Regions from separate parts of the Rattus norvegicus genome. Here region 2 is linked to region 1. Evidence: chromatin contacts called from public Hi-C data. All regions are on one chromosome and are shown on one strand. Each heading gives the region's core, a stretch centred on a gene start, on an enhancer-like site or on the middle of the called end of the contact. The rest is flanking DNA. Distances are from core to core; before and after follow the strand shown. Region 1 has its middle 47 kb from the start of Fli1. Region 2 has its middle 230 kb from the start of Ets1.

Region 1 (5,722 bases), core at 217-2,716:
AAATTTAAGATATGGCCATCTTTTGCTCTCTCTAGGAAATTGGTTCCAGGACCCCCTCTCAAAGAGTAGAGTCCATACAGGCTCCAAATGCTTTAAACAACATAACTATTGTGTAGGTAACTGTTACACAGTTGTGTTTAGAGAACTATAACGACACACCCAGTTACTACAGATAAAGTATCCAAGACCAGACTAGAGTGTATGGAGCCATGTCTTGGGGGAAAGGGTTGTCTTTTTTTTTTCTTTACTGCCTTGCCATTTATTTGCTCTCGCCATGCACCATAGTATTTAATCCTTACAGACCCTGTGATTTGTGGTGTGTTATTATCAGCTTTGTAACAACAAGAAAACGGGCCTAGGGTGAGTTAATAATTACCCCGTCTCATAGCTGACAAGGCTGGAGACCAGGTGGTATGGCCTGGAGACCCAATAACCCTGCGCACTGGGACTCCTGCTCACTGACAGACTGTACTTGTGCTGGGAGAGCAAAGAAGATACAGTGTGGCTGGCCCTACAATTAATAGGGACTTGAGTTAGACTCTCGTTCTCGGTATATCCAGAAGAGGCAGGTCCCTGGTTTTATCTGTGCTGTCTCATGTGATAGGAATTCCTCCGTCGATCAAGGTAGTCAATGTTTCATGGTAAGTATCTGCTGTGTTCGATTGCTCTATTTAGTTGTCAAAAATAGTTAGGATATTTTTCCACACCTTAGCCACTATCAATAATGTCGCAGGAGACAGGAGAATGCAGTCCAGGATGCTGATGTCAGCTCATCTAAGAAAAGACTCTGAAGCAGATCCCTGGGTCACCAGTGGTTTTAGGTTGCCATGGTAGCTGTATCTTTCTGCATCCCCATCCACAGTGCGAAGGTTCCATTTCCCCAAACCCTCTCCAATGTTTATTCTTGTTTTGATAATGCCGTCTGACAGATGCATGGTATTTTCTCACCGTGGGGGAAGAATACAGGAATGAAATGTCATATTGACAGTGAAAAAAGCCAGTAAATGATATTTGGACAGTCTGCATGTTGTCCAAATCTGACTTTTATATATAGATATATAGATATGGATACTGCAAATCCTAATCCTTAGTATTCTTTTTTTATTCAAAATTCTTTATTGTTGATATTTACCTTCAAAGTTGGAGGGGGAAATGAGTTCAGAAAGCACTTCCCAACTACATGTGCTATATGCATGTTACTTAAAAATAAGTCCCTCTAGGCACGGTGCGTTTTTAAGAAAAGGCCAAGTAAGTTTGGGATAAGAGGACAGAGCTGAAAACCTGTCTTCTTTGGGAGAGGGGAAGCTACATTCAAAGGGCATTTTTTTTTCTTCAAAAAGAGACCTCGCAGAACAGAAAAGTTCACGAGCAAGGACCTCCCTTCAGCCAAAGGCCTCTCCTCCTGCAGGCTCCATCACTTGACAGCAGAGACACGAACTCTGCTTTGTAGCGACCCCTGCTGGCCGGATGCAGGTGGTACAAGGTGGCTAACTACGCGTTTGTCCTGAGGTACTGCTATTTAAGACAGGCTAGCGGATAGGCAGCCCCTCCTAGTCTCTTCTGCCTTGAGTTCTGGACTATCGTGAGTTAAGAGACATCTTCCTGGTCGCCCAGCCTTTTGCCTAGAAGCTGCTGAGGACCGAGATGGGCAGACACGAACCGCATCCCCTAGACACTCAGAGATGACTGCAGAAGAGAAGCTGGCACAAGGGTGCAGGTTAGAGAGTGACGTCACGGCAGAGAAAGGCCCTGTGTAGAAGTACTAGAAGGTTGGCAGAAGAGGCGCTGTATGAGCTTCTCTGAGCACTGGAGCAGAGGTCTAGGGAGGACGCGTGTACTACGGGCACAGGGTTCAGTCCGAGGTGGGAGCAGTGGGGTGGGAAGGGTTTGTCTGCGCTGCTAAGGCTCCTCCTCCTGGTAACACGCAAAGCAGAGCTCTCTTTTTCCATAAGGAACACTAGTGAAGTGGGCTTCCAGAACTCTCACCAAGGAAGAGGCTGGGCACGCCCCTCCTCTTTGCCGAAGACTGTTGGGTGTAAAGATGATTACAAAGGCTGCCTAGGGAAGCCTGTAAGGACTTTTCGTCTAAAGTCCATGGAGTATCTCTGTCCCCACCCCATGGGATTTTGAGTCTCACTAGACTCCAATTCAGAGGTGACTTAACAACCAAGCAAAGACCAAGCAAACGAAAACTAGAATGTTACAAGTGGTGTTCCTCAGTTCTTCTTCGAAGCATGTAAAGTGTTTGAGGGTAGCTAATGTTCATCAGCCATATTGGATGACCCTTGTGGTTGACAGTTGAGGCAGAGGAGAAGTGACAAGTGTCAGAGGAGAGTCTTGGACCTCTTTCCAGCATCTCTGTTACTTTCAAATGTCCATAACAATGTGCCCAGATGGAAACACCAAGCTGTGCCTCAGCTCAAATAAGATCTGACCATAGGAGCCTGGCAAATCCTTAACTGTGTTAAGGAGCCAGGGCACTGCTCTTGACTACGGTGGAGCTGGGCTCAGCCTCTTGTCACCTGGATAGACAGTGTGAACACAGAGGAAAGTAAACGGCCCCTTCCACATCAAGGACCAATACAGAAGTACTAGTGTTTTCCTCCAAACCTCTGCAGCTGGGAAATTAGACAAAGTCTAGAACTCCCCAAGCTAACCATTTGCCCTCTAAACACTACCTGACTTTCACAAGCCCAGGGGGAAGTCAAGCAGCCTCCTGGCCTCAAAATCCCAGTATGTTCAAGGACTCCAAGCAAGGAAACATGATCTTCTCTGGACCCCCTTTCCCCAGATCTCTCGAATGCTGACCTGGTAGCCCAGGGGTAGACCAAAGCCAAAGCTTTTGATAGTCTTCTCTCTTGGAAGACAGGAGAAATGGGTTTCCCTGTGATCCTGGGGGTCCAGCCTCAAAGACATTTGTTAGAAAGACGTGGGGCCCTCTTGTCAGAAGCTGAATGGGAAGGAAGCAAGAAAAGATGTAGACATTCAAAGACAATCCCGAGAGTGCCAGTCTTCTGGTTAAATGGGAATGAGGAACTCTGGAGGTCCTTGGACTGGAAGGGCAGACGGGAGCTGGAAGCAAGTGGGGGGAGTTTAATCAAGACAGTAAGGGGCATGGAAGAAAGATCCAACTGAAAAGAAGCTGGGGAGGGAGCGGATGAGAAGACACGGGTGCCAGCTGAGTTAGGAAACCAGGCATTTCGGGAATAAAACTGTAGTTTTGGAAAAAGTCAGTGTAGTTCAAAGCTCCATTTATCGTGACTCTGCATCCTAAAGTGTGGGACCAAAGGCAGCAATGAGCAGTGGACAGCTGGGCTTCGGGGTTCGATTCGCTGGTCATGTGAAAAGTCCATTACACACACACACACACACACACACACACACACACAAGTTGGGTGGGGAGTGTAGAACAGTGTACTGCTCAATTGAGAAAGGTGAACACAGACACTCAAGGGTTGGCAATGCCGTTCAGACCACTGCCAGTTGAACGAAGCACAGAGGGTGGGGCTAGGAACAGACTGGCAGCCAAAGCAGAGCAGAGAAGCCAGAGACTCAGAACCATCTGTGAGATGAACTGAACTACTCAGCCGGGAGAACACAAGAGGCCACTGGGATGTGGGGCACTGGCTACTGAGAGCGAGTTCTCAGTGAGTGTCCAGGTTGTTTGTGTGGTGCTGGAGCGGGGGCGGGGCGTGCATTACAGCAGGAGGCCAAGCCTGGGTGAAGGGCTCATAGGATAGGGCAAGCATTACAGATCGAGCTCGGCCAGGCTCACACAACCAAGTAGTAAAGGAACATTCAATAGAAGCCCAGGTTACCTCAGCTGATGAGCAAATGCAGCTTGTGGTAGAGGAGGGGTGGGAGCTCATCATCTCAAGTGTGGAGGCAGAATTCTTTGATCTCAGGGGGATGAATATCAGTATTTTCTCCTGAGACAGGGCCTCCCTCAGATTAGATGATTCCTCCCATCAGCCTGTCAAGAGAGAGCTACGGACTGACCAGTTCATCCCGTCTAAAAACTATTTGCACTACACCATCCAGATTGGAGACTGACCAGACAACTTCATAACACCTTACAGCCCAGCTGACCTGATAGAGAAAACTCACCATCATAAGTATCCTTCAAAGAGGCAGAGAACAAAGAAGGGCGAGAAGAAGAGTCCACTGCCACAGACAAATAATAAACACAATCAGTTTAAAGGATACCACCCCTGTTGTCTCCCAGTTGAAAGGTGTCAGTGCATAGCCAGTGGTCTATTGCATTGTGACCCCGTGAGTCAATACGGGCAGTGAAGTTGGAACAAGGCTGCTCACTTCATACTAGCTGGAAAGCAGGAGGGGAGTGGGGAGGGGGAGAGAGGGGGGAGGGGCAGGAAGGGGTGAGGGTCTGAACACTTCCTTCATAAGCATTCTCCCAATGACTGAGCTTCCTTCCACTTGACCCCTCAGCCAAAGGTTTTGTGATCTCCCAGGAACACAAAAGATAAGCACTCAGACCTTTAACAAACAGGACATCCAAGATCTAAACTCCAGTGGGGTTCCAAGACAACTATGGCCAGAGTTGTGGGGTGGAGATGGGGAAAGGAGGAGAAAGGAAAGAGAGGCAGAGAGAGGGCAGAAAGTTAGGAGTGAGTTGGGGAGATGGCTCAGTTAAAACACACTTGCCACCAAGCCCGATGACATGAGTCTGGTCCCAAGGACCTGCCTAAGGAGAAGAACAAACCCCACAAGTGTCCCCTGACTTTCACAACACGTCATAGAACACACTGTGCCTTGTCAGCACAATAAAAATCAAGACATTGGGGGCTGGAGAGCAGTTAAGAGCACTGCCAGCTCACCCAGAGGCTCCAAGTTCAATCCCCAGTATCCACATGGTAGCTCACGACTCTTTGTAACTCCCAGTTCCAGGGGATCCAACACCCTCACATCAATGCATATAAAATAAAAGTTAAATTATTTTTAAAAACGTTTTAAAACTAAAGAACTTGAAAGGATAAGAGGGCAAAGGGGTAGGGGATAGAGGTCACAGACAATGACCAAGTATCTTGGTGTAAGGGGTAGCTGACTTTCAATGCACACATTATGGAATAACTTATTTTAATGCCCAACTGGCCTAGGATTCAAGACAGAAGTTGGAATTCTAAAATGAACGAATTAATTAATTAATTAATTAATTAATTAATGAAAGCTCTCATGGGCACCTCTGTGCTGTGAGTTTAATCCCAGGGCTCTGTCTGCAGCCTTGGTCTCTTCGTTAGGAGGAGGGGTGAGGACCCAGGACCTGAGCTCAGCAAATAAGGTTGCTGAGGCTTGAAGCGCGCTGTTGGATGCCTTGCCATGTGTGGTGGGCAAGGTGTCTCTGTAACGCACCCAATAATAGCTCGGCTGGGTCTGTAGAGGAAGATTACGGCAGACATGCTGAGACTCTTGAAATACAAAAGCTAAAAAATCTGGAAGTCTGCTATTAACAATAGGGACAGGGCAATTCACAGTAAACTGAATCGACTTAGAGCAAACAGGTCCGGCCAAGGCATGTGTAGGAGTCTGTTCCGTTTTCACTGAGGAGGAAGTATGCCGTGGAAGAGCCCGGGCCAGCCTCATTCAGACGATCCTCCTGAATGTCTCTCCAGCATCACCAGCATTTATGCGCTGTCTACGGAGTGCAGTCTTGGATATATCGCCAGGATCCTTTCTTTTAAGTGGTAACTGTGGCAGAGCGACA
Region 2 (5,729 bases), core at 2,174-4,673, 340 kb before region 1:
TTCATCTCCCAGCAAGGACAAGGAGACACCTTGTAGTTGGTATTATTCTTATATCAGTCAAGGCAGAGCAGATGCAAGTACTTTGTTCCCTCTAGCTTGGTGCCTGGCTTGGTGGCCAAAGCTGGTTTAAGCCTAGAACACATAAATCCAATCCCAGCAGCATGATGCAAGCGGAGGAAGACAGACAGAAGCCTGTGGACCACCATGCCACAGACCTGTCCTGTTCACAGCACAGGTGGACCATAGACACCAAGCTTGCTGAGGAAGGCCACCCAGGGGCCCCACTAGCTATGTGGCCATCCTGCAACAGGAGCCACCACAATGTGTGACCATGTAGTGGATAGATGGTACAGAAAGAGAAGAGGAACCACTTGAGCATTGTGAAGAGGGAATGGCCAGCCCTGATACCCGGGGCCATGGTAGGGTCCCAGCCCTAGATGCCACTGAGGGCTATATCTGGGTCTGTGGCTACACAGTGGCATCTAGGGGTCAGTGTCTACGTTTGTGGCTCATATTACCACTTGAGAACATGGAGATATTCCTGGTTGGGGCAGCGGCCAGGGACCACGTGGATGTCCAGGGGCTGTGCAGAACTGGCCCTTCCCCTCACTGGCTGCGGCACTGGAGAGCTGGCCCCAACACAGTAACACTCAGGAGACTGATCCTTGCACTTCGCCTGGACAGCAGAGAGGACCTGGCCCTTGTGGCGATGGTGTGGGTGAGCTAGCCCTGGGGGTGTGAGTGTGGGCGGAAGAGCTGACCCTGCCACTCAGCTGCCATGGGAAGGCATGGGTTCAGAGGTGATGCACTCCCATATCCTCCCAGCCCTCTTCACAGGAATCCTGCCCCTCACCCAGGCAGCACAGTGGAGCTGGCCCTGGTGCAGGGATGTTGGTGGCCTGGACCAGAGGGCAGGAGTATGTTAGTATGGCACTGGTCTGCCACGGGGTGGCACTGGCTCAGAGATAATGCCCCAATCACCAGCTTCAGCAATCTAGAAAGCTGGCCCTAGTGAAAGGGTGTTGATGAGCTGACTCCAAGCGGGAAAGCATGGGAAAGTTGGTCCTCCCACTCATCAGACGTGAAGTGGTGTGTGTGTGTGTGTGTGTGTGTGTGTGTGTGTGTGTGTGTGTGTGTGTGTTGGTTGGGGGAATGCCCTCAAACCCATTGCTTCTCCCTTCCCTAGGTAGTCAAGAGAGCTGGCCCTACCTACCTCCTGCTGTGGATGACTTTGGATGGTCTACCTGGAGTGGTGCTGGAGAACTCACCCTGGAGATGTGCATATGGGAGAGTTAAGACAGGCTGACCAGCTCAGCTACCTCCTAGGCCCAGACACAAGGCTCGACACTGGCTCTATATCATCTGCAAATGACTGGGATGCATGAAATGGCCAGTCCTGCTGATCCAAAGCTACAGCCTCTCCAAGACACAAGGCAACAACATGATAACTGGGTAGAGCCCCGATGAGGATCCAATATTGATGGTGTCACCGAAACCAGAAGTCTCAAGCCCGACCAATGACTCGTTGAAATGAACGTTTGCAAATGAAGACGCGTGGACAGAGGGATACAGTGTGGGACACACTGACATGAATACAGCTTCCATGATGATGTGTTTGTTTGTTTTTTTATTTGGGGGAAGGTTACAGGGTGAAAGGTGGGGTTATGAGGGGACAGGAGATGAGCAGAACTGGGGTGCATGATGGGAAACTCACAAAGAACCGATGACAACTTTTTTTAAAAAAGACAGAAAAGAAAGAAAAAAAAACAATTCAGTTCCTTGCCATTTCAGCTCAATAATTTTGTCTCCTCCTCAACTAATGCCCTGCCCTGCCCTCACCTATGAGAGCCTCCTGTATATTGAACAAGGAAGGCATTTGCCACCAATACTGCAACCTGACATCTAGAGTCTTAAAGCCTCACAGGCTTTCTTCACACTTAAAACGATCTTCAAAACCACTGTTCAGGGTCTTCAATCGAACACAGCATGCACTTGTTTTTTGTTTGTTTGTTTGTTTGTTTGTTTGTTCTGTTTTTCTTGGGTCTGGAGACTGAGCATGGATCCTGAATATGTAAGACAGGCACTTTATACACTGCGCCATCTTCTGAGCCCAACACCCATGCCTTTGTTTTCCATGGTAGCAAAGGCAAAGAAACCGATACATTCTGGAAAATCTACCTTAGTGGATTAAATCATCGTTTGATGTTTACAGGCTCAGTGTGAGTATGTTAAGGGTGGTGGGAGCATTCCAGTCTGCCCACCAGGGGCTGCTAGACATCAGATAAGTTCTAAAGAGAATGATGTGAAAATGGTAAATGGGAGCTGAGAGAAAGGCAGTCAAAGAAGAGGCTGTTGCCCTGGAAAGGCAAGTAGCCCTTCAGCAAAAGAACTCATAATGAACCATTGTGAGCTTAGCTGCAGTGTTTGTGAATGGAATGCTTTCTGTTGAATGAATGGCTGCTGTTCTATAATTCACAAAGTCTGACTCAAAACAGGCCGGGAGGTACGAGCATGTCTTAAGTGTGCACTGCACACGTTTCCCGTCCTGTCACCCACAGTCACTTGGGTTTACTCTGTAGCTCAGACGTTAGTAAGCCACAGCCAGGTTATAGGAGAAATCCAGCCATCTATAACCTAACCAGATAATTGTCTGCCACCTCTTTTCCACGCTGATAAACGTTCCAACTGGAGGACTGAGCTCTCCTGGCCAATGAAGATTCCTTCAATTAGAGCTTCCTTTCCATCGGGAAATCGCACGGCACTCAGTTTTAGAATCCTCACATTCAGAGACCTAGAAAAGTTCATTTAGTTTTTTCTTCTGTTTCCTTCGTGAAGAAGGCTCATCAAATTCATAGGGAAATACGATAAAACAACCAATGATTCCAACTTTCAAAGACAGACACACTGCTTTGTGCTTCTAGTCCTATGTGCCTGTGTCCCTTACATTTATGAAGTCTCATGCTGCCTTGCCACTGCACCCACAAGCCCCTCCTCTTAATCTGTCCTCTCCAAAAGCAGCAGTACGGCTGACCCTAATTCTGTGACGAGGTGCACAGTACACAGTGTTCCCTAACAGCGCGCATGCAGATTCTCTTCAGGGAATAGACTTTATGTAAACAGAGATATCCAGAAGTTACATTATAGCCTCATTCTTGAGATAAACTTCTGCTTAATCACTGATCCTTCCAGGAATAAGAAAAAAGATGCAAATAAATCGCTCTGCTATTCGTAAATTTAATATTTAATCTTCATTTTCTTCTCGTGCTGGGAAGTCTGTCACAAAAGAGAGAATGGAGAGCAGAGGAGGAACTAGGAACAAAACAAAGAAAAATACTTTGTGTCCCAGTTCCCCACAAGTCTCCTAAGCCTGGCTTTAGACTTGTCTTCCTAATCGAGACGCTAGAGGGAGTCAAACCCAGGAATCTGCAGACGATCCCCCAGCTGAACAGCAAGGGCTGCTGTTACACCTTTCTCTTTAAACAACTGCTCCTTAGCTTGCTTGGCCCAGAAAAACGCCCAATCTGGAGTGCCGTGCCTTTCTTACTCTGAGGTTACTATTTCTAAAAATAGTTTTCTGAAAAATCTCTCTAGTGGGCTGGGAAGCACGCAAGTAGAGTGTGGGGTCCGGAAGTGCACGGTTCTGCTTCAGCAGAACCCTGCAGGCTGGGGGTAGGACAAGAACTGTAGCCAAGAGCACCAAAAGGGGTCGTGCCCTAGATTGAGAGTGTGCCTTTGGGGTTCAAACAGGCTATTCTCACTGGCCCTTGAGGAAGCAAAATGTTGGCTGTGAGCTTGGAGCCCCGAGGTGAACGCCATGCAGCTCCTAGACCTGACTTCCCCACCACACACAAACCACACAGAGCACAATGGTGCTGCACAGGACCCCGGTGAGTGTCACCTCTAAATGATACAGTGGCACATGAAGGAGGTTTTTACGCACCTCTGCTGGTCTTCCAACCACTCAGTGTTTCGAGAGTGGCATGGGCGTTAGAGAGAATTCCAGATACGGTCCAAGATGGGAGGAGACAAAGCCAGGTTGGGGATTCCACCCATTTTCTCTCTTCTGGTTTTGTCTCTGGTCACATTTCCAATTCCTAGGAGAATAGTACCACTAAGTTTGGAGCCCTTTTGGTTTTGTTTGGATTTGCCCTAAAAATCCCCCAAAGGCCAAAAGTAGAGAACTCCTCTAGTGTTCTGGCCCTTTGGGGTGTGTATGGGGTGGGGAATACTTTGGGCATTCTTATTTTGGATGTCTCCAAACCGTACAAAGCAGAGACCCAGCCTTGCCTCCCGTTTTCTTCTGTTACCAGATTTGGCGGATGTTAAAGAGTTAAATTTAGCGTCCTTCAATGTCTTGAGGAGGCCTCTAGGAGCATGTGTGTGTCAGGCTTCAGCATTTAAGTCTTGGGTACACAGCGGTCACACAAAGCTGAAGGAGTTCAACTACCTGCCTGAAACAGACTCCAGGTCAGGCCCAGAGCTATTCCAGTCTCCAGCCATCCTCCCAAGAAAGACACTACAGGACAGGGCTGGTCTATTTCCCCGATGAATTCATGAGAGACTTTCTTTGGTCTGTAAAGGTTCTGGGAAAGTCCACTGTCTGAACTTTCAGAATTCTTGCTAAAGTGAATGCATCCCGACCGAGCCTTTCTGATAGGAATATCAGTCTTGACATTATAAAACTGCTGAGGTTCGATACCAGCTCAGTTCATATGTAACTGACTGCAAACCAAGGATCAAACTTCTCCAATCACAATCACCACCACCACCACCACCACCACCACCACCACCACCACCACCACCACCACCATCAAACAAGACTTTCGGGGGAAATAATCTGCTAGGTTTTTTTTTCTGGTTTAAAAGTTCCATGATTTCTGTCTCTTTCTAGAAAAAAAATGTGAAATGTTCTATCTGCTGGCCTAAAAGTCAAAAGAGAGAAGCCTAAGTTATATGCAGACAAGCCTGGGGTGCCTAGCTGTACCGTGTAGGAGGAAGACACTTTAGAAGGAAACACATTTCATTTTTTCTGCCTGATATGGTTATCTCTAAGGCTGGCACCCATGCAAACAAGATGAGGGTGCAGAGGAAGGGGAGGGGGGGACACGTTTCCAAATGTCAAATGTTGAGCGAGGGCTTTGAGCTCTGACAATTGAGGCTTCCGGTAACTTTGGTCTCCACCTTTGTGGAGAGAGAGAGAGACAAGGAGGGGTAAGAAGGAGAAAGTTGAACATGTTCCTAACAATGAGACAATTATCATGTAGGTCTGAGGCAAAGATCAGGCCCATGATACCTGACTTACTTGCAAGTAATCTGGGACTCTCCCCTTACTATGTCTTTAAGAAAATCCCTGGTTAGAACTCTGAAGTGAACCTGAACTTTAGACCATGTGATTCTCCCGTGTGGCTCTTACATAAAGTTGGCACACCTAACGGGAATTCTGCCAACACAGGATGAGAGCATTTGGAAGCTTCTATCTTCAGGGACCGTATACCTGTTTGAAGGACGTAAGACACCTGAAGGAAATAACAATATGATTTGATTATTTAAAAAAAAAGATGTAGGGTAAATGGTTCATGCAGGCCATGGCAAAATTGTATGAAGGTCAATCGATAGAAAATGCATCTGTAAACTATGGTGTAGGAAGGATCATCACTGGGGTAGAAATGAATGTTAAGTTCATGAGTTTACACACACACACACACACACACACACACACACACACACAA

What was found. Hi-C and Micro-C count contacts between places; a contact is called where the count stands out from the background.
Region 2: a Hi-C map of liver shows a contact between it and region 1, with 11 times the contacts expected there. The contact joins two enhancer-like sites. A contact is called at or near these places in 12 of 12 Hi-C or Micro-C datasets (the A7r5 cell line, the Rat2 cell line, Schwann cells and 7 more) and 1 of 1 datasets of contacts at active chromatin or transcription factors (oligodendrocytes).

The regions. Positions count from the first base shown.
Region 1 is chr8:39,252,920-39,258,641 of GRCr8, reverse strand. No RefSeq gene overlaps it. Among named protein-coding and RNA genes, the nearest start is that of Fli1, 47 kb to the right of the region's middle. Within about 2 kb of position 1,466, at least 1 of the 93 cell types and tissues checked has an H3K27ac peak or open chromatin away from gene starts, as enhancers often do.
Region 2 is chr8:39,590,580-39,596,308 of GRCr8, reverse strand. No RefSeq gene overlaps it. Among named protein-coding and RNA genes, the nearest start is that of Ets1, 230 kb to the right of the region's middle. Within about 2 kb of position 3,423, at least 29 of the 93 cell types and tissues checked have an H3K27ac peak or open chromatin away from gene starts, as enhancers often do.